Regions from separate parts of the Sus scrofa genome. Here regions 2, 3 and 4 are each linked to region 1. Evidence: chromatin contacts called from public Hi-C and HiChIP or PLAC-seq data. All regions are on one chromosome and are shown on one strand. Each heading gives the region's core, a stretch centred on a gene start, on an enhancer-like site or on the middle of the called end of the contact. The rest is flanking DNA. Distances are from core to core; before and after follow the strand shown. Region 1 holds the start of NEPRO (nucleolus and neural progenitor protein). Region 2 holds the start of NAA50 (N(alpha)-acetyltransferase 50, NatE catalytic subunit). Region 3 holds the start of USF3 (upstream transcription factor family member 3). Region 4 overlaps SIDT1 (SID1 transmembrane family member 1).

Region 1 (6,241 bases), core at 1,574-4,073:
TGCTCTGGGTAATGGTTGCAAATCCTACTCCACTGAAGCTCCTTCATCTTTCTGTTCCCCCACCTCAAACATACTCATGTATAAAGCTATCTTTAGTTTTCTCCCTGGCTCAGAAAATAAAAGCTTTCTGATCTTTAAGACAAACCCTCTACCTAAGCACTTCATTCCACCACTGCTTGTTTCCTTTAGGACCTAGTATAGTGTCTGGCAAACAGCTGATGCTCCAAAACTTTGCTGAATGAATAATGCATCTTCTTTCATCAATTCTCTTCCCTTCATCTCTTTAGTAGGTCCAGCTTCACTCACTCTTTTGGCCCCATTTCCCTTGGCCTATTCTGGTGATCAAATCATTTTCTATCATGGTCAGTTTTATGTATCAACATGGCCCACAGGCAATCTCAAACTCAGAATGTCAAAGTTCTCTCTCTATTCCTGCCAACTACTTAAATTTGTTCTTCTTTTGGATGTGACATCTCAAACTCAAGGCAAAAGTCTGAAAGTCATACTAGACATTTATATACCTAAATACTAGACATCTAAATAAGTCAGTGTCCATCTTCAGTGCCAGGGTTTGAATTCAGGCCTTCATTCCCTCTTGCCTCAGCTTTTAATAGATCCCCTTACCTCCCTTTCTCCAGGCTTATCTCCTTCAAATCTGTTCTCCAGAGTGCTTGTCCTCTGATGCAAGGTGACCACAAATGCCCAGCCTAAGACTCAATGACTTCTCTGTCACCTGCAATAAGGGATTCCTAATATAGGCCACTATCACAAGGAGCATTTAAAAACACAGATTAGAACTCTACTCAGACCTAATGAATAAGAATTTCTAAAGTGAAGCCTGAAGTTTTTCTCTTTTAAAAGACTAGCCAGGTTATTATGATCAGCCAGGATTGAGAGCCACCAGCCTTCAAGGTAAATCCACATTCTGTCCCTGACACCATTACTCCCAGCTTTATCCCTCAAAACACATCATGCTCCAGCAATACTGATGCATCCAGGATGACTGATTCTTCAACCCACGTTGTTTACCATCTTTCTGTCAGGAATGTCTTCTTCTCTTATCTGCTTGGGAAATTCCTACTTGTTCATCAAAAGCATTATTCAAGAATACCTAGTCTCTTACTTAAGCCATTAAATACTGACAAACTAGTGAAATTGTACACACTAAGTATGTGCAGTTCTTGGCATACCAATTTTACCTCAATAAAGCTGTCAAAAATTAATTGAGGTCCTACTACATGTCAGGCTCTGAGCTGAGCATTGTTATATAGAGATCAATAACCTACATTATTTACAATATTTACATTAAGCCCACATACCACTGAAGAAAGAGGCATACAAATATACAAATTAATATAGTACAGTGAGGTAAATTCTGTGAGAGTTTGTGGTAGGCTGAATAATGCCCCCTTCTAAGATGTCCAAATCCTAATCCTCCAAATCTATGAATATGCTACTTTACATTACAAAACAAATTTTGTAGATGTGATTAAGTTAAAGATTCTGAAATGAGGAAATCATCCTGGGTTATTTTGGTGGGCTCAAAATAATCACCAGGGTCCTTTTAAGATGGAGGCAGGCAGGAGGATGAGAGAGAAAAAGAAGGTGCAAAGAGACTGGAAAATGCTCTGCTACTGACGTTGAAAATGGAGGATGGAGACATGAACCAAGGAACATGAACATGTGGCCTCTAAAAGCTGCAAAAAGCAAGAAAATGAATTTTCCACTAGCGCTTCCAACCTTGAACCAGTGAGATCAGTTTTGGACTTCTAAGTTCCAGAAATGTAATATAACTGTAAGTGACTATATGGCAGCAACAGGAAGCTAATACAGAAGCCAACACAGGGCATTAAGGTAGTACATAAAGGGGTCTCTACATCAAGTTGTAGAGTGGGAAAGGGATGTTCAGGAAGAATTACTCAGAGCTGGGGGAGATTGTGTTTAAGGGAAATGGTCCAGGTAGAGAAATTAATATGTATAAAGGTATAAACAGAGAGCATGGAAAGTGTTATGACAAGTCTATTTGCATTAAACAGTAAAAAAATATTAACAATATTAATTCTGCTAAGAGTACTGTTTGTATGCCAGGCACCATTCCAAAACACTTTTCAGCTCTGAGTACTTTATCATTCTGTATTATCATCATCATTTTATCTATACGGATACTAAGGTTTGGAGGAGCTAGTAATTTAGCACTGCAGTGGGGGCCTTTAGTAAAGTAGCATCAGGGTGGCTGAAAATAAATGAACTATTAGATACTAGAGAGGTGGGGGTCAGCACTGCTTGGGATATCAACTTGTTCTGGACGCTGACAGAAGATGGGGTTGATAGAGTCAGAGGCCTCCAATTTCTGTGATGTGATCGTGGTTTTGTTGCCGCTCAAGGTAGAGCTGTCCTTGACTAACTCAAAGTAAATCACTTATGTTACAAATGTAAACTCTGCCTCCTTATTTCCCTTCTTCCTTTCCCCCTAATGTCTGGGGTGGAGATAGAGGTGTATGCACCAACTAAACTGTGAGCTTCACTCTGCACATTTGTGAAATGCTTTGAAATAGTTCCAAAATTGATTGCGCCTCAGAATCCCTTGGAGAAGCATACACACAATGCAGATTCCTCGCCTTATTCAGAGATTTTGATTGAGTAGTACATGGATGGGGCTCCGCCTCACCCCCTCATCTGCAAATCTCCCAAATATTCTGGTACCTGACCAGCGCCTGAATGACTTCTGGGTCGTTCAGGTACACCGCATTTGATTCCGTAAAGGACCCTCCCCCGCCCCGCCCCCAGGCCCCGCCCCGCCCCCAGGCCCCGCCCCCTCTCCCTCTTCCTCAACCTCCCCTCCCCCGCCTGCCCCGGACGTCTCCTGCTTCGTCGTTTCATTTTGTCTCGCCCAGCTCCGCCTTTTCCAGGTCCTCCTCTGTCTCTCAAGATGGCTGCGCTGCCGCCGAGCCCGGAACTGTGGAACCGCGTGAGGATCCCCAAAGCCGGCAGCCGCAGTACAGTAATCGTGCAGAACCCTGACACACCGCTGGGTGAGTGAGGCGCCCCATAAGGGGCGCAGGCTTTTCCGCAGGAGGCGTCTGGCCGCTGCCGGCGCACGTGCGCGAGGGGCGGGACTTCCGGACTCCGCGGGACGCTGGGTATGACGGCGGTGTGCGGCATCTGGGGTCGGGCGTTTGTGGGGACCTCTGGCTTTGCTGTTCTCTGGACCCACCGTGCCGACCGCAGGGCTTCCATGGGGCGCCGAAAAGGCAGAGAGGGGCGAACGCAGCTAGCATCAGGGAAAAGTGCTGCCTGGGAACCCTCTGTTGACGCAGGCCACCAAGAGCCGTGGTTACTCCACAGTCTTTCCCGACCTCTTCCACCGAGGAGCGGCGGGTCACTCAAGCACTCTGCACTTAAATCGCACTCTTCCTAGATCCCCCTTTCTTTTCTGTAAAATAGGGTTAGTCTTCCCTGCCCATCACTGGGTTGTTGGGAGGATATAATGATGTCATTTAGGTGAGTATGCTCTGAAGTGAAATATCAGTGTATGGTGGCATTGCCGTTATCAAGCAGCAGGAGCTTGGTCTGGGTTTAAAACCTGGCTCTTCCTCTGCTGGAGCTAGGGTGAGGGATGGGAGTGTCCTTATTTCACATTTCTGGGTCTCAGCTCATTTCCAAATGAGGGTAAAACAGTATTTGCCTTACAGAGCTGTTTGGTTTTTTGGGGGTTTTGTTTGTTTTTTGCTTTTTAAGGCCACACCCAGCATATGTAAGTTCCCAGGCCAGGGGTGGAATCAGAGTTACAGCTACCAGCCTACACCACAGCCACAGCAATGGGGGATCCGATCCACATCTGAGACCTACACCACAGCGCATGCCAATGCCGGATCCCTGAGCCACTAAGCCAGGCCAGGAATTGAACCGCATCCTCATGTATACTAGTCGGATTCCTTTCAGCTGCGCCACAATGGGAATTCCTATAGAACTGTTTTGATGGAAGAGTAAAGTATTTGGAACAGTGCCTGATACAGTGAATAAATACTCAAATGATAGCTGTTATTAATAATATTTAATACCTGTAACTTACCTAATCATCACATCCCCAGCCCTATCCATCCATCCTGCTCAGTTTACAAGAAACCTTCCCCCATCCTCTATTCAAAAATTCCTTAACATGATTCCTATTAGGCCTGGAAATTCACCAGCTCTCTCTTTATCCCAAAGGCACCCCTTTCTGGCCTCAAATAGCTGGGACGGTTAAGAAACTTCTCTATGTTCTATAGAAATCTGCCTCTGTGTTACTTCCACTTAGGAGGCTAGTACTACCCTGAGAGCCACAGACAACACATTAACTCCATCTTCTACTTCAAAGCTTTTCGGACCAAAAAGCTATCATCTCATTCTACTAAGTACCATGTGTTCAGTCACATAAATTACATAATTTCCAGTTGTTAACAGTGGTTTCTCTTTTCTGAATATATTTGTAAAGCAGTACCCAAATACAGTGCCTTTGATTTTTAAGAGAATTAATTTATCCGTTTAGAGAAGTACACAACATGTTTCCCACCTCAGGGTACTTAAGGTGTTAAGTATACTAGTTTAACACATGTTCTCTCAGTGACTTCTTGGACTTGATATCATCTGGCACCATTTTCCTTCCTTCCTATGTGACTTCTCACATACTTGAAATCATTTTGTTCCTACAGGAACAAATTAATGATGACAGTAATGATGACATTAATTTGTTCTTGATTTATTAAATAAGGGAAGATGCTTCTTTCAATGTACATTTTATATGCTATACTTAAAATGTAGAAATGCATATTAAGTCTAACTAAACATCTCTGCTTTAGACCTTTGCATTGCAGCTGTAATTAAAGAATGCTCTCTTGTTATACTGTCACTGAAGAGCCAAACCTTAGATGCAGAAACGGATGTGTTATGCGCATTCCTTTACAGCAATCACAACAGAATGGGCCGCCACAAACCCCATTTGGCCCTCAAACAGGTAAGGGGGAAGTCCTGTATTTAAGACTCAACATGTTTACTTGATGAAGATGGACATCACTCTGCCACTTAATATTTTGTTGTTTATGGAAATCACAGTAAATTACTTGTGATTTATAGGTCTTCAGCCCACAGTTGCATGTGGGCGTTCTCTTTTTTTTCTGAAAGCATTTTTAAAAAGTTTATTTAGAAAGGAATTATGTTTGATTCTTTCCCAGTCTTTTTTCTAGTAGATAGGTAATTTTAGGAAAAATTTTCTTCATTACATACAATCTTAAATTACTGTGCCTTCCTATGTGCTGGGCACTGTGCTTCATGCTGGGTGTACGGGCCAAAAAATACAGGCATTGTATTGAACCTTACAGGTTCATGCTCTTTGGTTTTCACTCCATTACTTAAGGCAAAAAAGATGACGATTTCTTTTTTTTTTTTTTGTCTTTTTAGGGCTACACCCAGGGCATATGGAGGTTCCCAGGCTAGGGGTTGAATCAGAACTGTAGCCACTGGCCTACACCACAGCCATAGCAACGTGGGATCTGAGCCTCATCTGCAACCTATACCACAGCTCACAGCTGGATTCTTAACCCACTGATCGAGGCCAGAGATTGAACCTGTGTCCTCATGGGTGCTAGTCAGATTCGTTTCCACTGAGCCATGACGGGAACTCCAAGATTTCTTCATCAAAGAAAGATTTGGGATCATAGTCTTTCCCAAAGTTTTCTTTTCTCATGGAAGTTTTTATCTCCTTCTGAGAATTTAACACCGAAACCAAACTTGTTAGATTAAACGTACATATTTCTCCTCCTGGCTTCCAAGTTGTGAATAATTATCCAGTCAGAAAAATTTGGTGTTCTGTTTCTCTTCTTCCTTTTATGTAATTCTCCCACCTGCTCACACTGATCAGTCAAAACTTTCTCTGCATCTAGTCCCTTTTAGTTCTGGCTGCCATCTCTTTTTTCAGACTTTGTCAATTTTTAGTTGTCTTGCAATCCTGACTGGTCTTTCCTCTATTTAATCATCTTAAAACACATCTTTAATTTTTCATGGTTCTCCATTGTCTCCTGAATAAAAACTAAACCTCTTAGCTTAACTTACAAAATCCTCCATGATCTGGCCTTTTCAGTTTTCCTTAGCTCAGGCTTCTCTCTGGTCTTCATCTTCATAGATTTTATATTCCAGGCAATCTGAACTCTTTGTGAGTCCTACTCACCCCATGTGTCCCCTCTTCTGTTCCCTTTGCTCACCTGGT
Region 2 (6,241 bases), core at 1,157-3,656, 710 kb before region 1:
TAAAAGAATCAAGGGAGTTTCTGAGTTTGCAGTATAAACAAAAGAGTTTAACCTCAAACAGAAAAACACTCTTCCCTAAAGCACACTGCTTGGGGTCAAAACAACGGTAACTACACTACCAATGAAATGGGAGTATACAGGGTTAGGCAAAACCTAAACAAAATCATTTCTGTATTTTCACAAAATACTATCCATCAAAATCTGAAAAAGTCACCTAGAGTTTTAAAAATAGGGAAAGCTGGAGTTCCCGTCGTGGTGCAGTGGTTAACGAATCCGACTGGGAACCATGAGGTTGCGGGTTCGGTCCCTGCTCTTGCTCAGTGGGTTAACGATCCGGCGTTGCCGTGAGCTGTGGTGTAGGTTGCAGACACCGCTGGGATCTGGCGTTGCTGTGGCTCTGGCAAAGGCCGGTGGCTACAGCTCCGATTCGACCCCTAGCCTGGGAACCTCCATATGCCGTGGGAGCGGCCCAAAGAAATAGCAAAAAGACAAAAAAAAAAAGTAAAAAAATAAATAAATAAATTAAAATAGGGAAAGCTAAGGAGGGACACAAATGCTACCTAATATAAATTTACCACTAGTCAAAGGAGTGGTGATTAAGTAGGATTTTAGGGGAAAATGGAAAGAGGACCTCAAAGGCAGAAACCATCTTGACTTAACCTCTTTACCTTTAAGTTTATGGTCAAATACATTTGGTTTTAATCTTTCTAGCCCAGTCAGTTTCTGAATTACTTCCTTTCCTGGGAAATCACGTTTCCTAAAGCTAGCCTGGGTATCCGCAGACCATGATCCCGGCAACACCATCTTTCAACATCTCCCCATTCAATCGAGACTGTAGCATTATCAGCACTTTCTGTTTTGAACCTAGTATATATTTATTCTTTCAACTGTCCTTTCCCTTTCTGCACTGTAACATCAGAGAAGAGAAAGGTAAAAGGCCACCTTTTACCTTTCCAGACCCATTCAACGCTTGCAAACATCTTTAAAACAACCCTTGCAGGGATGTCAGATAAAAACTCAATTACAGAGAATGCACATTTGGAAGCAAGCTTTACAGTGACTCCGCAATGAGGGCCACATTGGTGACATTCTCTCCCAAGCCTGTCTCGCAGGAGACGCCTCTGCCTCCAGGGTTTGTCCTACCTCCCGCTCCCCAGCCTAGGGCTGAATGTAAAGACCATGCAAGGCCTCTGCCAAAGAATGGGTTTTGGGGATTCAGACCTGGAGACTACTGCAGACACCGAGGAATGCCTGAACCAATCCCAATACCCGAAGCCCCGAAGAGTCCGAATGGGTAACCACAATGGCCGCACTCACCCCCAACCGTGGGAAAGGTGGACGTCCCAACCCCTAGGTTGCAGGGGCGACCACAGTGGGGGAGCAAGGGTCAAGATAACTGGAGAAATAAGCTCCTCGCCAATGCAGGATGACAGCGAGGAGGAAGCCCTGAAAAGGAGAAGCCACCATGCACACGCTGCTTTCTCTTCCTCCTCCCACTCCTTCTAGCCCCACCAGCCGCCGGTTACCGGTCGCCGCTCACCTGCCCGGGCGCGAGGTGCAAAAAGTGTACCGACACCGACCGACCCAGAGGCTCTGTCACTGTGGGAGGGGAAGTCTTCAGCTGCAGAGAAGGGGGCGGGCCTAGAGTCACGTGACCTCGAGCTCCGCCCAGTCCTCCCTAGCCAGGCTCACTGCATCTCGTGGGCCTGTATTTTTTCGGATCGTTTGAACAGTAATTTTCTTGCCATTAGATGTTAGGGAAAAACGAAAGTGTTCACAAAGATTATGTTTGTAAAGTACAACGGAGAAGACGTGGGTGGAACGGGTTAAAGTGCATTGCTAAGGAAGTGACGTTCACCGCCGAGGTCTAAGGACCGGAAATGGCGATGGAGTTCCGTTCTCCTGGGGCCCGCAGGTAGAATCACAGGCTTGAGGGTTTGGGGTAGTCACGTGACATGAAAACTTGAAACATGCTGGACGCAAGCCAAGTTATCCAGCCAATTATCAATTACAATTATTTGTCTTAAAAGCACCTCATCTAAGTATTCCATAAGCTTCTTTACATTAAGAAGAACCAGTTTTATAAAATATTAGGAGACAGGCCCGTCTGAAGTTCATACTGGAGACTATCAACTGGAAAGAACAGAGGAAGAAGACTGATCTATTTGAAGTGGAAGAGGAAAGGGAGGGGTGGAAAAAATCTGGATTTTACCGCCAGGGCCGACCCAGCAAGCCCCACAAGTTGTGTTGCAAGGGACAGGAGGAGAAGGATGACGCCAGAAGGCGGAACCCAGTAAAAGATGGAGGTTCTGAAGTGGAGGGGGAAGGGTACGGAAAGATCTGAAGTGCGCCTGCGCGCGAGACGGCCGACGCGCCGGCGCGCAGAGGGGGCGGGGTGAAAGGTCACAGCGCGGCGGCGAGTCTGGCTGGCGGCGGCGGCAGGAGGGAGGCGACTGCTCCGTGTGCACGTGTGGAGAAGTGGCGGCACCGGCACGGCGGCAGGACGCACCGCCGCCCCCTCTGGAGACGCAGGGCTGCGCTCGAATCTCGCGGCCTCCGTCAACAGCTCAGCTCCCTGCCCTAGGCGAGGAGGTCGGCTTGTGGGGTTGAGTGGCCCGAGCTGAGGGCGCGGAGAGCTCAGGGCGGCGACGACAACGGCGTTGATATCGGTGGTAACAACGGCCTCAGCAGGCGGGGAAGATGAAAGGGTGAGGAAGGGCAGCCAGACAGGGCCCGACCGGCGGGAGAGAGGGGCTGCGAAGGAAGTGAGAGATTCTGGGCCAGGACCTGGCGGAGGGAGGTTTGTGGGATTCTCTGCTCACGGAGGGGGCGGAGGCTCGGCGCGGGCTGTTGGCGGGCTGAAGGGCCAGCAGAAGCAAAACCCGGGGAACCCAGAATTTGGGCCCAGAGGACGAATGTGGGTTAAGTGGAAACCAGATCTTGCTGGGGCAGAGGGGACGAGCTCTTGTGAGGCGCCTGTGGCCTCCTGTCTGGGAGCGGACGGCATAGCCACCCCCGGCCCGCGACTCGAGTGGAGTGGTCTGGTTGTCCTCATCAGATCCAGGCTCCACACTGAGAACTGTGGTCTTTGACATCTTTCGGGCTTATTTGTACTTGGAAGCGATGCAGAAGCTTCTGGAAGGAGAAGGAATTTAAATAAAAAGCATGGAGATGAGTATTAAAAGCTAGTGACTCAACTGGATTTGGGTTGGGTCAGAGCGAGTGGAGGAGGGGGAGAGCGCGAGCACTGTAGACTTGGGGTGCCAGAATGTTCAAGGAAGTATTGTTGATCAGTAGGTGGAGCTATTGCTGCAGGAGTTTACTCTTGCCCCAGTGCCTTGAGGGGGGTCCTTGGAAGCTTTCTTCAGGTGCTTGGCAAAGTTAATATACTTTCACAGTCTCCCTCTTGGATAAAGTAAAGGATGGTTTCTCTTCGACTATTTCTATTTGAATAAGCTGTCACCTTACTCTATTAAATTGCTTATTGTTGAAGTATTCATTACATAACACGGTGTTTTAAAATAGTGACCAAGCTGTTTTGCCTTTACCCTCCTTAGAGAAAGAAATGAAATCTTAGCAATATTAAAACCTTTCTGAGATGCCTGAGTTTTTTCTGTTATAGCAAGTCAGTTAAAGAACTGTGTTTTGGGTTAAGGAACCTTTCAAATTATTCAGCACCCCTTTTGAGGATGAAATAAAAGTCAGCGTTCAGAGTCATACTGTCTAAAACAAGGGTGTAAATATTTCTTCGGTGTATATATGTGTTTGAGGTCGCAGAAGAGGTCCAAGAAAGTTAAATTTGACCCAAGGATTGTAATGTGATTCCTTACTCTGATTTTACTTTAAATATTGTGATGTCGAATTGCATGTTTGGGGTTAAAGTTTAGAAATCATGAAAATTTCACAGTACCTGCATTATTTCTCATCAGGTTCTGAAGTGTTCCAATTAGGATACTGATTGAGAGATATTGGAAGCATGTGCTGCACTTGAATCATGATTTAGAAGTTTGGCTATTTTATGTATGATCCAGTACAACTTGGCGAGATTTTTCCTTTTTTCCCGAGTATAGATACTGTCTGTACCACTCAATACTTATTTGTATTTGTTAAAGTAATAAAAATGAGGTTGAAGAGTTCCTGGTGTTGAACTTGCGCATGGATTTATAAAAGAATGCCTCCAAGGAATTATTCTGAATCAAAAATCTTTGGTCTAGCTCAGTCTACCTAGGATGTAATGCTCTTCCTGATACTAACTTGGCCATAGAAATGAGGTCAAAGAGCAGTATTATTCACGATCTACCTTCAGGTAATATACTCATGAGGCAATTATCTTTTTATTTAAAATGATTTTTTATTTATTTATTTATTTTTTGCTTTTTTTTTTTTTAGGGTGGCACCCTCGGCATATGGAGGTTCCTAGGCTAGGGGTCCAATCAGAGCTACAGCTGCCGGCCTTTGCCACAGCAACGCAGGATTCAAGCTGCGTCTGTGATCTACACCACAGTCACAGCAATGTGAGATCCTTAGCCCACTTAGTGAGGTCAGGGATGGAACCCACAACCTCATGGTTCCTAGTTGGATTTGTTTCTGCTGCGCCACGACGGGAGCTCCTAAAATGGTTTTTTATAGATAATAACTTCATGGAGGCAAATCTCCAGAAATGAGTAAATGGACAAATTTAGAGGAAACTTACAGTTATGAAATGTGTACCTTATGTCATCAGCTATGCCTGAAATGTAGAGCCCTTTAGTCTAGTTGCTATCACCTCTTAAGAGCTGCGACAGTTTTAAGATTATTGGAGTTCCTGTCGTGGCTCAGTGGTTGATGAGAGTGGCCCTAGAAAAGGCACAAAGACAAAAAAAAAAAGCTTATGTTCTTAATGGTAAACTTTTAAGACAATTTCACAGGAATAGTTCCTTTAACTTTGTAGATAAACTAACTCCCAGATAAGATGGGATCTTATATTTTTTCTTATACTTTTTTCACTTTGTAAGTCTTATCCTTACGGTGTTGGACAAGGGAAGACAGTGGATATTATTTAAAAGATTTTAAAGTCCTTGCCTTCAGAGATTTCTATTAAGTACAATGTGGTCAGTACTAACAGTCCAGACTCTTGGTTCATAAAGACCTGTGAAAATGAAACAGTGGTCCTGATTATGGGGTTTTCTGTGAAATTTTATTTGCTAAGTGTTTTATTATGTATTGAGCTGACTGAACTGTAAGTTGAATAGAAGTATCTAAAATTGGAAACAAATGCAGAACCACTAACTCTAAATCAGTCTATTCTTTAAATATTTTATATTGTTGCCCATATTTTCTCTCATTTGGAAACTTTAAAAACAACTATTTTACCTGCTTTTTCTTCATATTTTTACTTAGTTTTCATTAGTAGCAGTAGGGAATTCCATGATACTGACATATATTTGCCTTTCCTCCATAGTAGGTAAATTTTCCAGTTTTTTTTCCAGTTGTTAATTACTGCATGTGTTTATATGGTGATCTAGAAATGTGAGGTACATTACAAGATGTTGATTCCTTTGTACTGAAGTTGCTTGTTTTTATGAACTAGGGACATTGTAGGTTGAATTAGTGCATGGTAAGCGATTATTTTTGTCTCTTGTTCCTCTCTAGGTAAGGTGATATTTAAACAAGGTATGCCATAACCAGGACTGAGATGGCAATGTAATTTACCCTTCAATTGTAGCAAAGAAGTTTGAATTAGTTCTAACAAAAATGTCTTTAACTAGATGTGAATACATTGGACAAAGAAGGGAAAGTAGATAGCAATAACATAGTATATAAAACAGTGTAGTTTACTAATGGAAGTGTTAATGTATAAGATTCTGCTGTCGGAAATGAATCTGTTGAAGAACTCAGAAAATAGTGGTTACCTTTGACAGTTTATAGACTGGGAAAGGGCAAAGGAGTTTACTGAAGTGCTAGAAACATTCTGTATCTTTACTTTAGGTATTGATTACAGAGGTGTATACATATGTGAAAAACCATCACCCTCTAGGAGTTCCCTTTGTAGTGCAGTGGAAACGAATCCGACTAGGAACCATGCGTTTGTGGGTTCCATCCCTGGCCTTGCTTAGTGGGTAAGGATCTGGGGTTGCCCCGAGCTGTGGTGTAGGTCACAGGGACGGCTCGGATCTGGCATTGCTGTGGCTGTGGCATAGGCCAGCAGCTGTAGCTCTGATTGGACCCCTAGCCTGGGAACCTCCATATGCCGCAAGTGCGG
Region 3 (6,241 bases), core at 1,821-4,320, 670 kb before region 1:
CACTGCCTGAGCCCACCCACTGCCCCATTGGGCCTGGCTGGGCTTCCTGTTGAGAAGAGGGGTGCTTATACCTCCTGCCCTTGTACCCCATCAGACTCCAGATGCAGAGGTCCCCAGGAAGGAGGCACACTGCAGCCCTTGCCTTGGAGAGCAGGGAGGGGGGCACATTGCCTATACCCCAGAGGTGCCCCTGCAGCCCTGGGCCAGGCCCTCCACTCTTGGCCACTCCCATTCTGGCTGTCAGCGGCCCCCTCCTCTAGTCATTCATCCCCAGGAATAGGAAAAAAGAGCTGTCAGGAAATGGAACTGGGAATACAAGCAAAGGTTTGTAAGTCATGCAAACAGCCTTTTGGAACCCCTGAAGGATCTTAAGTATATGGGTGAAAATTAGATTTACTTGAGCCTTGTGAAAAATGGACTTGGCCTAGAGGCAGGGAGACAAGTTTCACTTGGCCACCATATTTTATCATTAGTCAGCTAGTCCAAAATGGGCCTGGTGCGATTATTTGATAACATTCTCTCATATCTAGAGCAGTAAACCAATGTCGAATAGGCAAAGTCAATGAAAAGATCTATGTATGGTTGGAATTTGGGTTTCAGTAAGGAATGAAGATGAATTTTAAAAGCTAACATCCAGACCTTTCTGTTGTTGTTTTCTTTTTTCTTATTTTTTAACATTCCCCCTTCCCCCCCATGCCACCACCACATATGGAGCTCCGGGGCCAGGGATCAGATCCCTGCAGTCTCAATCTTTGCTGCAGCTGGAGCAACGGTGAATCCTTAAACTCACCATGCCAGGCTAGTGATCAAACCTGTATCCCACCACTACGGATGCCACAGAACCCTTTGGGCCACAGCAGGAACTCCATCGTTTTATTTTTTAATTTTAATTTTAATTGAAGTATAGTTAATTTATAATGTTTCAGATGTACAGCAAAATGATTCTCATATGTATATATATTTCAGAATCTTTTCCATTATTATTATTACCAGATATTGAGTGCTATTTAGTAGACTCCTGTTGTTTATTTTATATATAGTAGTGTGTATCCGTTAATCCCGAATTCTCTATTTATCCCTCCCCCTCATACCTTTATCAAATAGAAATTTATTTAATACCTCTAAATTGTGTGTGAAAGGTATTAACATACGTTTTCAATAGTGTTCCAAAGAAACTCAAAGTCTGTTTTCTGAACCATCAAAACTATATGTGTTATTTTACTTTAGCTCAAGGCATTCTAGTTGTTTAGAAAAATCATACATCCCCTAGATATGATATTTACTAACCAGAATAACTTTTAAGCCAGAATACCATATATATATATATATATATATATATATTTTTTTTTTTTTTTTTTTTTTTTTTTTTTGTCTTTTCTGGGGCCTCACCCACGGCATATGGACGTTCCCAGGCTAGGGGTCTAATCGGAGCTGTGGCTGCCGTCCTATGCCAGAGCCACAGCAACGCGGGATCCGAGCAGCGTCTGGGACTTACACCACAGCTCAGGGCAACGCTGGATCCTTAACCCACTGAGCAAGGCCAGGGATCCAGCCCATCATGGATACTAGGCGGGTTCGTTAACCACTGAGCCATGACGGGAACTCCAGAATACCTTATACTCTGATCACGGTGGAAATTATTTCCTACAGCTAGACATGCTAATACTATTCAATTTCTTGGAGATGCTATATTAGCATTACTATCAGGCTCCAAACCCTAGGGTCTTTCTCACTCTGCAGCTTTGAGTGTGCCAAATGCATTCAGAGGTTAATTAGAAGGTCATATGCTGAGATGCAAGATGTAAAGAAAATTTCCAGACTGTTTATAGTGCCATCACTTATAAGTAACACTAACGACCTTCTGTTTCATCATAGCTTTTCAAATGCTGTACAGACGTAATATGCAGTTACTATTTAACTTCACAGTTTCCCCCAGTACAAGGTCAGCTTCCTCTGTACACAGGCTCACTATGCCATATGCTCTGTATGCACCTTCTAGAAATTACCTGGTCTAGCCCCTGGACTAGTAAAGATCTGGGACATTTCCAAATCTGGTGGTGGTAACACGTGGAAATCTTTCGCCACCACTAGGTGGAGGACACCTGTTTCGGGAGAGGAGGGGTTATGAAGTATCAAATGACACCAGGAAAAGGGAGTTGTGATCACGGTTCCGGGATCCCAAACCCATGAGGACCCTCAGGTCTCCATTCTAACACCTGCGGCTCTACCTCCCAGATCTAGGTCTCTAGGAACACAAGCTTGAACTTCCAAACCCCATCTCTTAACGCCACATACTCTCTTCCCCCAGCTAGAAGGCCCTCGGGACATTTCTGAACACGGTTCGCAGGAATCTGTCTTTGTGGCAAATGAAAAATGACAGATAACCACAGCCAACAAATCTGAGTAGTGTCAGGTCGACAACAATCTTCCAGTGAAAAGGCTGTCGGAGACGTCTGCATTCTCTTCTTTCTTCCCCACCTCCGGTTACGAGGCAACACATTCCGCCTTCCTGTTCTCCAGGCTAAGAGAAGCTCTCTAATCGTCCTTGCAAGCCTTCCTTGCCCTCTTCCTTGTCAGTTTTTCCTCTTCCAAACTCCTACTAAAGACGTGGAAAGCAGACCAGAGAACAGGATATACAAAGAAGTTTCTTAAAACACCCTTTTCTAGGTTCTCAAGGCGTCCCCTTTAAGGAACCAGGCCCACCTCTTTCCCATTCACCTACTGGCTTTCCGTCCTGCTCATCACTCTACCCTTAAGAATATTTCCTGTCCCTTCAACCCAACTTGTACACCTCCCGCCCCCCGCCCCTCAGCCCGGTCCTCCTCATTGGGCGGCCCGAAGCCCGTTCGCTCTTCAGTTTTCCCTCCACCTCCTCCCGCCCTCTAGCATAGCGCAACGGCGTTTCGGGTTCTGATTGGCTACCACTGCAGCCTCCCCGGGGTCCGGTTGGTGGGCTGAGTGGCAGGGGCGGGACCGCAGTGCATCCAGGGTAGGCTGTTCACGTGTCGAGCGGCAGCCGCGGGAGGGGTGGGGAGGGACGGGGAGGGGCGGGGGGAGGGGGGCTGGGAAAGTTGAGGCCGCGCTGCCGCCGGGTCTCCGGCCTTGAGGGCTCGGGCTCGCAGCGGCGGCGGTGGCCGCAGGAAGAGGTGGCGGGGCGGGGGGAGAGGAGGGCTTGGGCCCGCGCTCCCCCAGCCCCAGAGGAGCAGGCGGCGGCCGCGGACGGAGAGATTCGCCCGGGCGGTCGGACACTCCTGCCGAACCCGCTTGGGATCATGACCCAGGCGGAGGTCGCAGCCGCCGCCGCCGCGGCCGAGACCACGCAGCCCGCGGGTGAGTGACTGCGGGAGGGGGCCGCTGACAGCCGGGGCGGGGGGCGGAGGCCGGGGCAGCGGGGGCGGCTCCGGGGGGCGGCTCCGGGCTCTGCTCCACCCACCCCCTCCCTGCTCCCGGAGGCGAAGGCTGCGCAAAGTGTGCCTTCTTCCTGGGGACCCCTGCGTGCAGAGCCTTGTGGGGCGCGAGCGCGGAAGGTGCGCGCGCCCCTCTTCTCCCCGACCTACCGGTTCCCCTGCCCCCTGGTGCCGGGCCCGTGAGGGGCTTGCGCTGCGGCGCGACCCCCAGATGCGCGCGAGGCGAAGGAGGCTCCACGCTGCCCCGGGTGCATAAAGAGCTGGGCATCCAGGTTCACACCGGATGGCCTTTGCCTGCCTCCTTCACCTTTTCCTGTCTCCTCATTCCCTCTTTCCTTGCCTTCCGAATTTCCTTCGGACCCACTGGTCAGACTCATGTGACTTGCTTTTTAACTCTCACCCCTATGTCGAGAGTTGCGTCTTCTTTCTAGAAGCTTTTCTTTTCCTTTCTGAGTAGGAGCGGTCAAGCGAATGGCCAACTCTTGAGATTTAGTTCTAGATTTATGAGGAAATATTTGTGGACTCTTGTTCTTTTTAACATCGTGATTGTCGGGTTCTCGAATTCTCACTGCCCCCTTCGCCCCCACTATAGTTACCCTGGGATATGGTCCCTCGAATATATTAACTTTATCTGGAAATAAGAGACTGCTCAAACCTCTATGTGGGATCCCAATAGAAGCTTCCAACTTATGTTCTCATGCCATTTTTACAATTAGGTAGATGTATTGACGTGACACCATACAAAACAAGACAGTTTGGATTAACTTAAGTTTGCATAAAAAAGAGAGTTGTTCACTTATAAACAATGTACAGAGTTCTTGAATAAACCCTTCCTTGAGCAACAAGGATTCTGAAGCCGATTTGTACCATTGACTCTTCTTGAAAAACAAGCAAGCAAACGAACCTGCTCTTTGAAGGAAGTGTTACAGGCTGTAACACTCTAATCATCTTGATGACTTTTTCCTCCTACACGGGACAGTATGGTACAGAGTTGCCATGCTGGATACATTTGTTATTTCCCTTTATTTGTGAAGTACTTTAAAAGTATTTGTTACAAAATAAGCAAAATACTTTGTAATCATGGCACTTCTGAAACCAGGAACAGTATCCTGTCTCAGGAGCAGTGTAAAAAAATGAATACTTAATCTTACATTTTGCTCTAGTCTAAGCAATATAACTTTTGTATACATAGGTCTTATATTCCACATTAAAAGAAAGTTTTGTAAAATCCAGACATAGATGCTGCCTAGAACATTCCTTAATATTAAAGCACCACATTGCATGGACTTAGAGCAGCATAGGATTGAAATAATTACTTGCTAAATGAGTTGTCTCTGGGACATCTTGGAAATAATATTCCAAAGTCGTAGACCGTGCAGTTAATGAAACATGAAAGAGAAATTGATGGGCCGCTTTCCTGTTTTCAAAGCTTAGTATTGTCGACAAGGGAAAAGAAACACTAAGAAAACTGAGATTGTTTAACTCAGGTTAGAAGATAAGCTTCAATAGGCAATCAACTCAAAATTGTTGCTTATAAACAGGATCTGAAATCCTGCATAGGTCTTAACCCTGTCTATCATGCCTTGCCTTTCTATCCTTTAACCCAAGCATTCTCAGTCTGGACTGTATAGTAGAATCATCTTATGCGCTTTTTACATTTTAATGCTCAGGCTGCTCCCTCCAGAGATTCTCTTACTTTTGATATGGGGTGAATTCAGCCACAGATTTTTTTTTTTCTTTTTCATCCCCATACTTTTTTTTTTTTTTTTTTTTTGTCTTTTTGCCATTTCTTGGGCTGCTCCCGCGGCATATGGAGGTTCCCAGGCTAGGGGTCGAATCGGAGCTGTAGCTGCCAGCCTATGCCAGAGCCACAGCAACGCAGGATCCGAGCCACATCTGCAACCTACACCACAGCTCCTGGCAACGCCGGATCGTTAGCCCACTGAGCAAGGGCAGGGATCGAACCTGCAATCTCATGGTTCCTAGTCAGATTCGTTAACCACTGTGCCACGACGGGAACTCCCACAGATATATTTTTAAAAGCTCCCCAGGTGTTTCTATTCAGCAGTCTGTGTTGAGAACTACTGTGTGTCTAGAACAAGGTCCAATCTGCTAGGCTTGTGTTCCTGCCACTTCTAAATGGGACTTTCACTCATATATCCAGCTTTCCCCCCGACTGCTTCCCAACATGATCTTCCTTGTGGTCCCACAGATACACAGTTCAGATCGCTGCTTTTGTTAATGACATTGGTCTGTCTCAGCATATGGGTGCTCCTATCTGTGCTCCCTCTCCCCAGCAATATTTAATGAAGATTTTCCTGGAGAGCCCTAACTCCTAGTGATTGCCTCTCTTTGAACTTTTAATCCCCATATTGTTTAAAAGGCTCCCTTTATGCTTATACCATGTGATGGTTTAACTTCTTTAGCATATGTGTTTCATTAATCTCAAACTCAGTAGCAAGGAGTATTTCATTTTTTTGCTCTTCTACAACAGCTTGCTTTGAGTTTGCTTTGAAACCTTCCGGACTCTGCTTGCAACTATAGTTTCAGGTTTGATTCCATCCCAGACGTTTCTGTCTTGATAGCTTCTTCATTTCTTAACTCACATTGAATATATGTATGGATGTCACTTTCTCCTGTGTCTTTTCCTGATTTCTTTAGTAGGTTATTATTTTCTCTTCTCTGGTCCCATAACAGCTTGTTCTTATTTCTCTTAGCACTTATCACATTGCCATTTAGTATGTGTTTATCCACCTTCTCCAGGAGACTGCTACCCCCAGAGTGCCCATGTTGAGCAACTCCAAAAAGTACAAGTCAACCTGTTTTCTTAAATA
Region 4 (6,241 bases), core at 1,501-4,000, 600 kb before region 1:
TCTGGGACCTGTTCTGTTACTTGCAGGCTGAGGTCCCCCTTCATCCAGGATGAACATCCAAGTTTCCCTACTGAACATTTGGTGATTGGGGTGGGGGTGGGGTGGGGGGATATTTGCACCTGGCATCTCCTGAACCATGGCAGTTTCAGCAAGAGAGGAGGAAGTCTAGGTTTTCTCTGAGATTCTCAAGGTAGAGCTGGCAGGAATGAGGTGTGACTTTTTCCACACTCGGCCTTTCCACTTGGCCCCAGCTTTGGCAGTGATTTTTCATCTGTGTTGGAGTAAGAGTATCAAGGGCCAGAGGCAGTGAAATGCAGCAATAAAGGGCAAGGAGAGGGCTGGGGCTGAGGGGTTTGGTAATTCTGGGCTGCTTCTCTGAAGGTGAGGAGGCCTCCCAGCCTCTTCAGGGCCTCCTGGAGCTTAGGACAGGAAACAGCACAGCTGGTTCCAAGGAAGGGGGCCCCTATGGGTGAGAGAAGCCAGCCCAGCAGGAAGCCCTGCTCTTGTTCTGCCACCCTGTGGGATTTGAGAGGTGCGGGTGAGGATCTCCTCTGTGAGGGCACTGCTTCTGGTGCCTCTGCACATCTCCACCTTTGTCACCTTCATGAAGTGTTATGTAAATGTGGTAGGTGAAGATCAGAGAGTTTCAGCGACTTGCCCAAGGTCACACAGCGAGCAGGTGAACATAACTGGACCAAAGTCTGACTCAAGAATTTTTCTCAGACTTGACACTGTTCTATGAAAAGTGTTTATCTTTGTTTTTGCCTTTCTCCCAAGTTCTAGACAGACTGTCTCCCAGGAGGAAAAATATTTGGGTATTATTCGTTTCCCTGACACATGCATTTTGCAACCCCACAGAACACTCTGGTGGCTGCTTGGAGCTACAAAAGAAGCAGCTGCCGCTCTCTTTGCCCCAGGAGCTGACTTGGTGATCTCCAGTCATGGAAAGTCCCTTCCCCAGATAGATTCTGGTTTTCCACTGGCTTCTCCTGCTGCTAAAATAAAACTGGGCTAATCCTTCAACCATCCAGCGTTAACAGGTGGGGCTGCCTCTCCGGCATTTGTCAGAGGTGTGAAGGGGCTGTTTTTTTCTTCTGTGCACAGCTTTGCCCCTCTGGCTGCCACATCTCTGCCCTCCAACTGCACTGATCTTTTTACTCTGTGCCTCTGCCAAGAGCCTCTTCACAGAGGGTGGCTTTCTCCAATTACCCTCCCGCTGCACTCAGCTTCCCTTCTCTTGTAAATAAGTGAAGTCCATGAGCACAGGCTAAAATCACTTGTTTTACAAGTAGATGAGAGACCACTGTGAGTAACTCGGGCTGCCCCCTGCCACACCCCTGCCTCCACCCTGCACCTTGAGTTCCTATCAACCCCACAGAAGCAGCTGAACCACTTTCTTGTGTTCTCTAACCACACAGAGGCACTGTGGAAAGAACCAGCACCAAGTACATTTAAAATTGATTTTTATAAGAGCAGGCTTGCTCTGGGTTTTTCATCCTGCTGTGGAGAACTGACCACAATGTGTGAGTTTATAGCACAAGGCAGACATTGTCAGAAAACGGTCAAGAACACAGCAGCACAATCCATCCAGTTCTATAGGGCTCCCTCCCCATTTCCATGGACATATTTGCCAAGCAAGCTACTGAAGAGCCGATGTGTCCTATAGTTTATTCACTTCAGGTCACAGGGCTACCTGAACAGACTTTCTTCCACCTCCCTCAATTTTTTTTTCTCTTCTTTTTTGTATTTGAAATACTTTAATGCATTAAAAATAAAAGAATTAGGTTAAATCAGCCAAGTCAAACAGGTTTGAAATTTTTTTTAGGTGTTAGATTTAATACAGCCATTTAATAGGTGGTCTGCGTATGGCCTAGACAAGCCAACAATTTTTAGGAATAAAGAATAACAGACGACTGCAAATTTGGGGGCATTGTAGGAAAAAAAATCATGTTTCATTGAAAGCGTTTTTGTGTTTTTTAAAAATCAGGGAATGTGTGCTATGCCAAATGTCCAAAATGAGTTTTTGAACATTACGCAAATATTTTAGAGAAAGAACTATATATATTTTAAAAGAATGGCTGATCCATTTCTCTAATGAAGAATGAGGAAGGCGGAAGTGAGGGGTGACTTCAGTTTCACAGGCAAATATATCTCTGTGAGCGCATTTGCCTGTACACTTTCTGATGACATCATATTCCAGGGAACAAGGGAGTTTGGTCGAAGTGAAACTTCCTGTGGGCAGAGCTGCCAGACAGTGTGAGAGTGAAGTGGGACACTGAGGTTTTCAGTGTGGTCCTGGGGAGAGAATGTGAATTGGGTACATTGATGAGACAACCCTAAAGCCACTGTGCTCTTTACAGCCGAAGAGGAGGAGGGAGAGTGACCTGCAGAGAACCTCAAGGGAAGTCTGGAGCCTCTGGTCTGCAAAAGACAGCAGAGGAGGGCTTGGCAGTGGCCCCTGGCTGGAACACTTCTTTCCTCCTCAAGGGTGATGCGGGCATGGAATGGAGCTATTAGAACTGGGGGCAGGAGGAAGCAGTTTTGCCTTTGCTGCATCTGCTCCAAGAGTGCCCCAGTCCTTAGCATGAGCCCGCTTGCTGAAAGCTGATGTCACCAGTGTCCTAGTGTTGCAGGTCATTTGTCTAGCTCCTCCTGCTGCTGGAAGTGGTTTCCCCTTTCCCCTTCCACCTCGAGGCCAGCCCATGGAGTAACAGGGCCTTGCCAAGAAGGTAGAGCCTGAGTCATTGGGTCAGCACACAACAGGGAGATACTGTTACCCCTCAGCAGCAGGAGACACAGCCTGATGACATGGAGTCCTCCTAATACAGTCAGGAACCAGGGGGAAGCATACAGCATTCTTGCGGAGGAGGTGACCAGGTGGCGCTATAAAACATCTGTCCCAGTTAGTAGGGGCCAACCCTCTACCAGACTCATATGAATCATGTCACCCCAGGACCTTGGAGAGACAGGCCAGTGTTTGGGAATGTCTAGAACAGAGGTTGTAGTTACAGAGAGTTTCTGGGCAGGAAATCTGAGCTGTTGGCCTTTCTGGGCAGGGTGGCAGCTGAGGGCAGAGTGCAGCATGGTTCTGCCATGGCTGGCCCATCTCAGGTGAGGGTGGGAAGGGTCCCAAGATAGCTGACTTTGAAGCAGCTTTTATCCATTTCTAACTCAGAGTAGCGACAGAAGGGGATGGTGGGTGTTTTTAGCTCTGCAGGGCTTGCCTCTGTCCACAGCTGTGGCTCCCTTCTGTCTCCCTCCCTGCAGGCTTGGGTCCCCCTGCAGCTCCCTTCCTCCCTGTGGGAATGTGTACAGAGCCAACCAGACAGAGGGTCAGTGGAGCATTTGGCAGTGGTTACTTTGCTGCAGCCCCTGTAATTTTCATGAAACAGCACCAAGATCGATGGCTCCCTCTTCCCCCTCTTCATGCTAGAGGCTTAGAAGACAGGGATCTGGTCTCTCCGAACAACATCCAGGTCATCATCCAGGGTTAACAAAACCTGAAAGGAGAGGGATGGAGAAATGAGAGGAACGCACAGCTGCAGGAAGTCCTTACTTCCTAAGACACACAAGTGCCCTTGTTATCCTGTCTTCTACAGCTTCCTGCAATGCCATGCTCTTAACAGGCGCTTGTCATCATTACATCATTTATTAATTCAAGTATATATATATATATTTTTGGTCTTTTTGCCATTTATTGGGCCACTCCTGTGGCATATGGAGGTTCCCAGGCTAGGGGTCTAATTGGAGCTGTAGCTGCCAGCCTACGCCAGAGCCACAGCAATACCAGATCCGAGCCTCGTCTGCGACCTACACCACAGCTCACGGCAATGCCAGATCCTTAACCCACTGAGCAAGGGCAGGGATCGAACCCGCAACCTCATGGTTCCTAGTCAGATTCGTTAACCACTGCGCCATGACGGGAACTCCTAATTCAAGTATTTATCAAGGGTCTATTATGTGCTATTCTAGATAGTAGAGATATGGCTTGGAACAGGAGACAAAAATCGTTACTCTCATGGGGCTTACATTTGAGAGAGGGCTTTAGACGTGAACCAAATGCACAAGTGAAATAGAGGATGTTAGTAATATGTACTTGGGGTGAAAATTAAACTGTGGAGAGATTATAGGAAGTATGGGATGGGGAAAGGTAGAAAAATTTTTTTTCGATTGGGTAGCCAGGGATGTCAATTCCACTTAGAAGGGCACATGTTGGTCAGGACCTAAACGGAATGAAATCTTGTTGCACAGAGTATGAGTACTCTCATTATCCATTTTCAGTTCCCTCTACTACACCCTCTCTACATGGAACCCTTAGCTCCACTTGTGTTGTCTCTGTCTCTCTAGAGAAGGTAAGCCTCAAAAACAAGCTTTAAGGAACCATGTTTATACAGGTTGATGAAACTTCCCAAACTGGCCACTAGGAGGAAGCCCTGCTCCACTCTCGAGGTTGCATGGCTGAGACCAAAGCCAGCAGTGTGAACCCAGGAGGCCTAGTAGTGTTATTTGTGAGTTAACCTTCTATACAGGTACCATGGACTTTTATTTTGGAAGTGTCGAAATTAAGATGAAGGGTTGCAGGAGTTATCATCCTGGGTTGTTATATAATATGCGTGGTTTCTGAGAAGGTGTTTGGGCAAAAAAAAAAAAAAAAAAAAAAAAAAAAGGAGAGCTTTGGAAGACAGCAGTTAGAAGACAGCAAGAGACCATGCTGCTATCCTGAGCCACTCCAGAAACTTGTAAAAAATTTGTAAGATATGCACTGAGACTGGAAGAGAGGGAGGAATGTAAATATGGCTCAAGAAGGAATAATTGAAATTGTAGTGGGTGCCAAAGTGGTTCCTGGGGGGAATTCTGGGCGCGTGACTTCTGACAACCAGTTAAGCCCATTCAACTGAACTCTGTAGCAAATGAAGGAAAATTATTTTGTAACTCCGTGTCTTAAAGTATTGAAGAGTAAAAGGAAAATGAAAATAAAGGATGCAATGTAAAAAAAAAAAGAAGAAGAAGAAGAAATGATAATCTATACATTGAATGACAAAGAATTGAAGAGAGAAATTAGAAATACAAGAAGGGGGAGTTCCTGTCATGGTGCAGTGGAAACCATGAGGTTGTGGGTTCGATCCCTGGCCTCAGTGGGTTAAGGATCTGGCGTTGCTGTGGTTCTGGTGAAGACTGGCAGCAACAGCTCAGATTAGACCCCCTAGCCTGGGAACCTCCATATACCGTGGGTGGGGCCCTAAAAAAGATAAAAAGATTAAAAAAAAATACAAGAAGGGATGTAAGGAAGAGGGGAAGAGAAAGAGTACAGGGTGTAAAGAGAGCAGAAATTAACAAAGGACTTATAAACTCACCAAAAATGAGAAAAACAGGGCAGTGGCAGAGAGGAAGTGCCAGATGTCATGGTCATCGAAGAAATCCAGCAGAATACACTCTCGGTTCTTCTCCCGGGATTCTGCTGGTGTTCCCTGGAAGAAGGTGAGGCAGGACTTGGGTAGCATTCCCACAGTTCGACTCCCTAGAGCGCTGAGCATCCAGAAAGCTACCAAATTGCTACTAGATGACTGGGTCAAAAAATCAGCTTCCAAGAAAACATCTGTCCTCCCAAAAAATTGTCCACAAATGTTCATGGCAGCCGCATTCATAAAATCAAAAAACTGGAATCAACTTAAATGCCTATCAACAGATGAGTGGATAGATAAGATACAGTATATTCATACAATGGAATATTATTTGGCAATAAAAAGACATGAAGTACTGATACACATACACATGGGTGGACTCAGGAAACCTTATGCTAAGTGACAGAAACCAGACTCAAAGACTACATGTTATATGATTCCATTTATTTGAACTATGCAGAATAGGTAGATCTATAAAAACAAAAGATAGATTAGTGATTGCCTACGGCGAAGGTGTTTGGGAGAAATGGAGAGTGACCAATAATGGGTGGAAGCTTTTTCTGGAGTGATTAAGATGCTCTAAAGTTGACTGGTGATTATGGTGATGGAGAGCTAAGCCTTCCTCTCTGTGCTGTGCCTCAGCTGTATCACCAGACTCCTAGGCCTCAGCTTTCCTTTCTGGGAAATGGATTTACAAACACCTGCACCTGGGTATATGTTCATGGATGGTGATTATGATGAGAAAGGTGGAGAAGATCCACTAATCAAGGTTTTTGTGCATCTTAACCATCTATTGGGAACAGGATCATAGTCATAATGACACAACGAAGATAACATGT

Evidence for each region. A called contact is a pair of places that touch in the nucleus more often than the background predicts. HiChIP or PLAC-seq counts read pairs in DNA pulled down with a chosen protein or histone mark.
Region 2: a contact with region 1 is called in an H3K27ac HiChIP or PLAC-seq map of alveolar macrophages. The contact joins the promoter of NAA50 here to the promoter of NEPRO in region 1. A contact is called at or near these places in 1 of 5 promoter capture datasets (liver), 1 of 47 Hi-C or Micro-C datasets (embryonic fibroblasts) and 2 of 2 datasets of contacts at active chromatin or transcription factors (alveolar macrophages and skeletal muscle).
Region 3: a contact with region 1 is called in an H3K27ac HiChIP or PLAC-seq map of skeletal muscle. The contact joins the promoter of USF3 here to the promoter of NEPRO in region 1. A contact is called at or near these places in 1 of 5 promoter capture datasets (liver) and 2 of 2 datasets of contacts at active chromatin or transcription factors (alveolar macrophages and skeletal muscle).
Region 4: a Hi-C map of fetal skeletal muscle shows a contact between it and region 1, with 3 times the contacts expected there. The contact joins the enhancer-like site here to the promoter of NEPRO in region 1. A contact is called at or near these places in 2 of 5 promoter capture datasets (liver and skeletal muscle), 9 of 47 Hi-C or Micro-C datasets (embryonic fibroblasts, epiblast stem cells, fetal skeletal muscle and 5 more) and 1 of 2 datasets of contacts at active chromatin or transcription factors (skeletal muscle).

Annotation. Positions count from the first base shown.
Region 1 is chr13:146,899,187-146,905,427 of Sscrofa11.1, forward strand. NEPRO (nucleolus and neural progenitor protein) reads left to right here and starts at 2,824. Exons shown (of 9, transcript XM_003132674.4): 1 at 2,824-3,032; 2 at 4,839-4,993. The coding sequence starts at 2,930. All of the region lies in intron 5 of GTPBP8 (GTP-binding protein 8), which reads right to left.
Region 2 is chr13:146,190,812-146,197,052 of Sscrofa11.1, forward strand. It overlaps NAA50 (N(alpha)-acetyltransferase 50, NatE catalytic subunit), which reads left to right and starts at 2,407. Exons shown (of 5, transcript NM_001244807.1): 1 at 2,407-2,708. The coding sequence starts at 2,701.
Region 3 is chr13:146,227,115-146,233,355 of Sscrofa11.1, forward strand. USF3 (upstream transcription factor family member 3) reads left to right here and starts at 3,071. Exons shown (of 7, transcript NM_001244860.1): 1 at 3,071-3,330.
Region 4 is chr13:146,298,726-146,304,966 of Sscrofa11.1, forward strand. It overlaps SIDT1 (SID1 transmembrane family member 1), which reads right to left. Exons shown (of 26, transcript XM_005670213.3): 25 at 5,355-5,468; 26 at 1,650-3,500. The coding sequence ends at 3,438. The region is part of intron 1 of LOC110256422 (a long non-coding RNA gene); the gene reads left to right. Among named protein-coding and RNA genes, the nearest start is that of USF3, 72 kb to the left of the region's middle. Within about 2 kb of position 2,751, at least 5 of the 83 cell types and tissues checked have an H3K27ac peak or open chromatin away from gene starts, as enhancers often do. A contact at or near this core is called in fetal skeletal muscle and skeletal muscle, where this site is marked.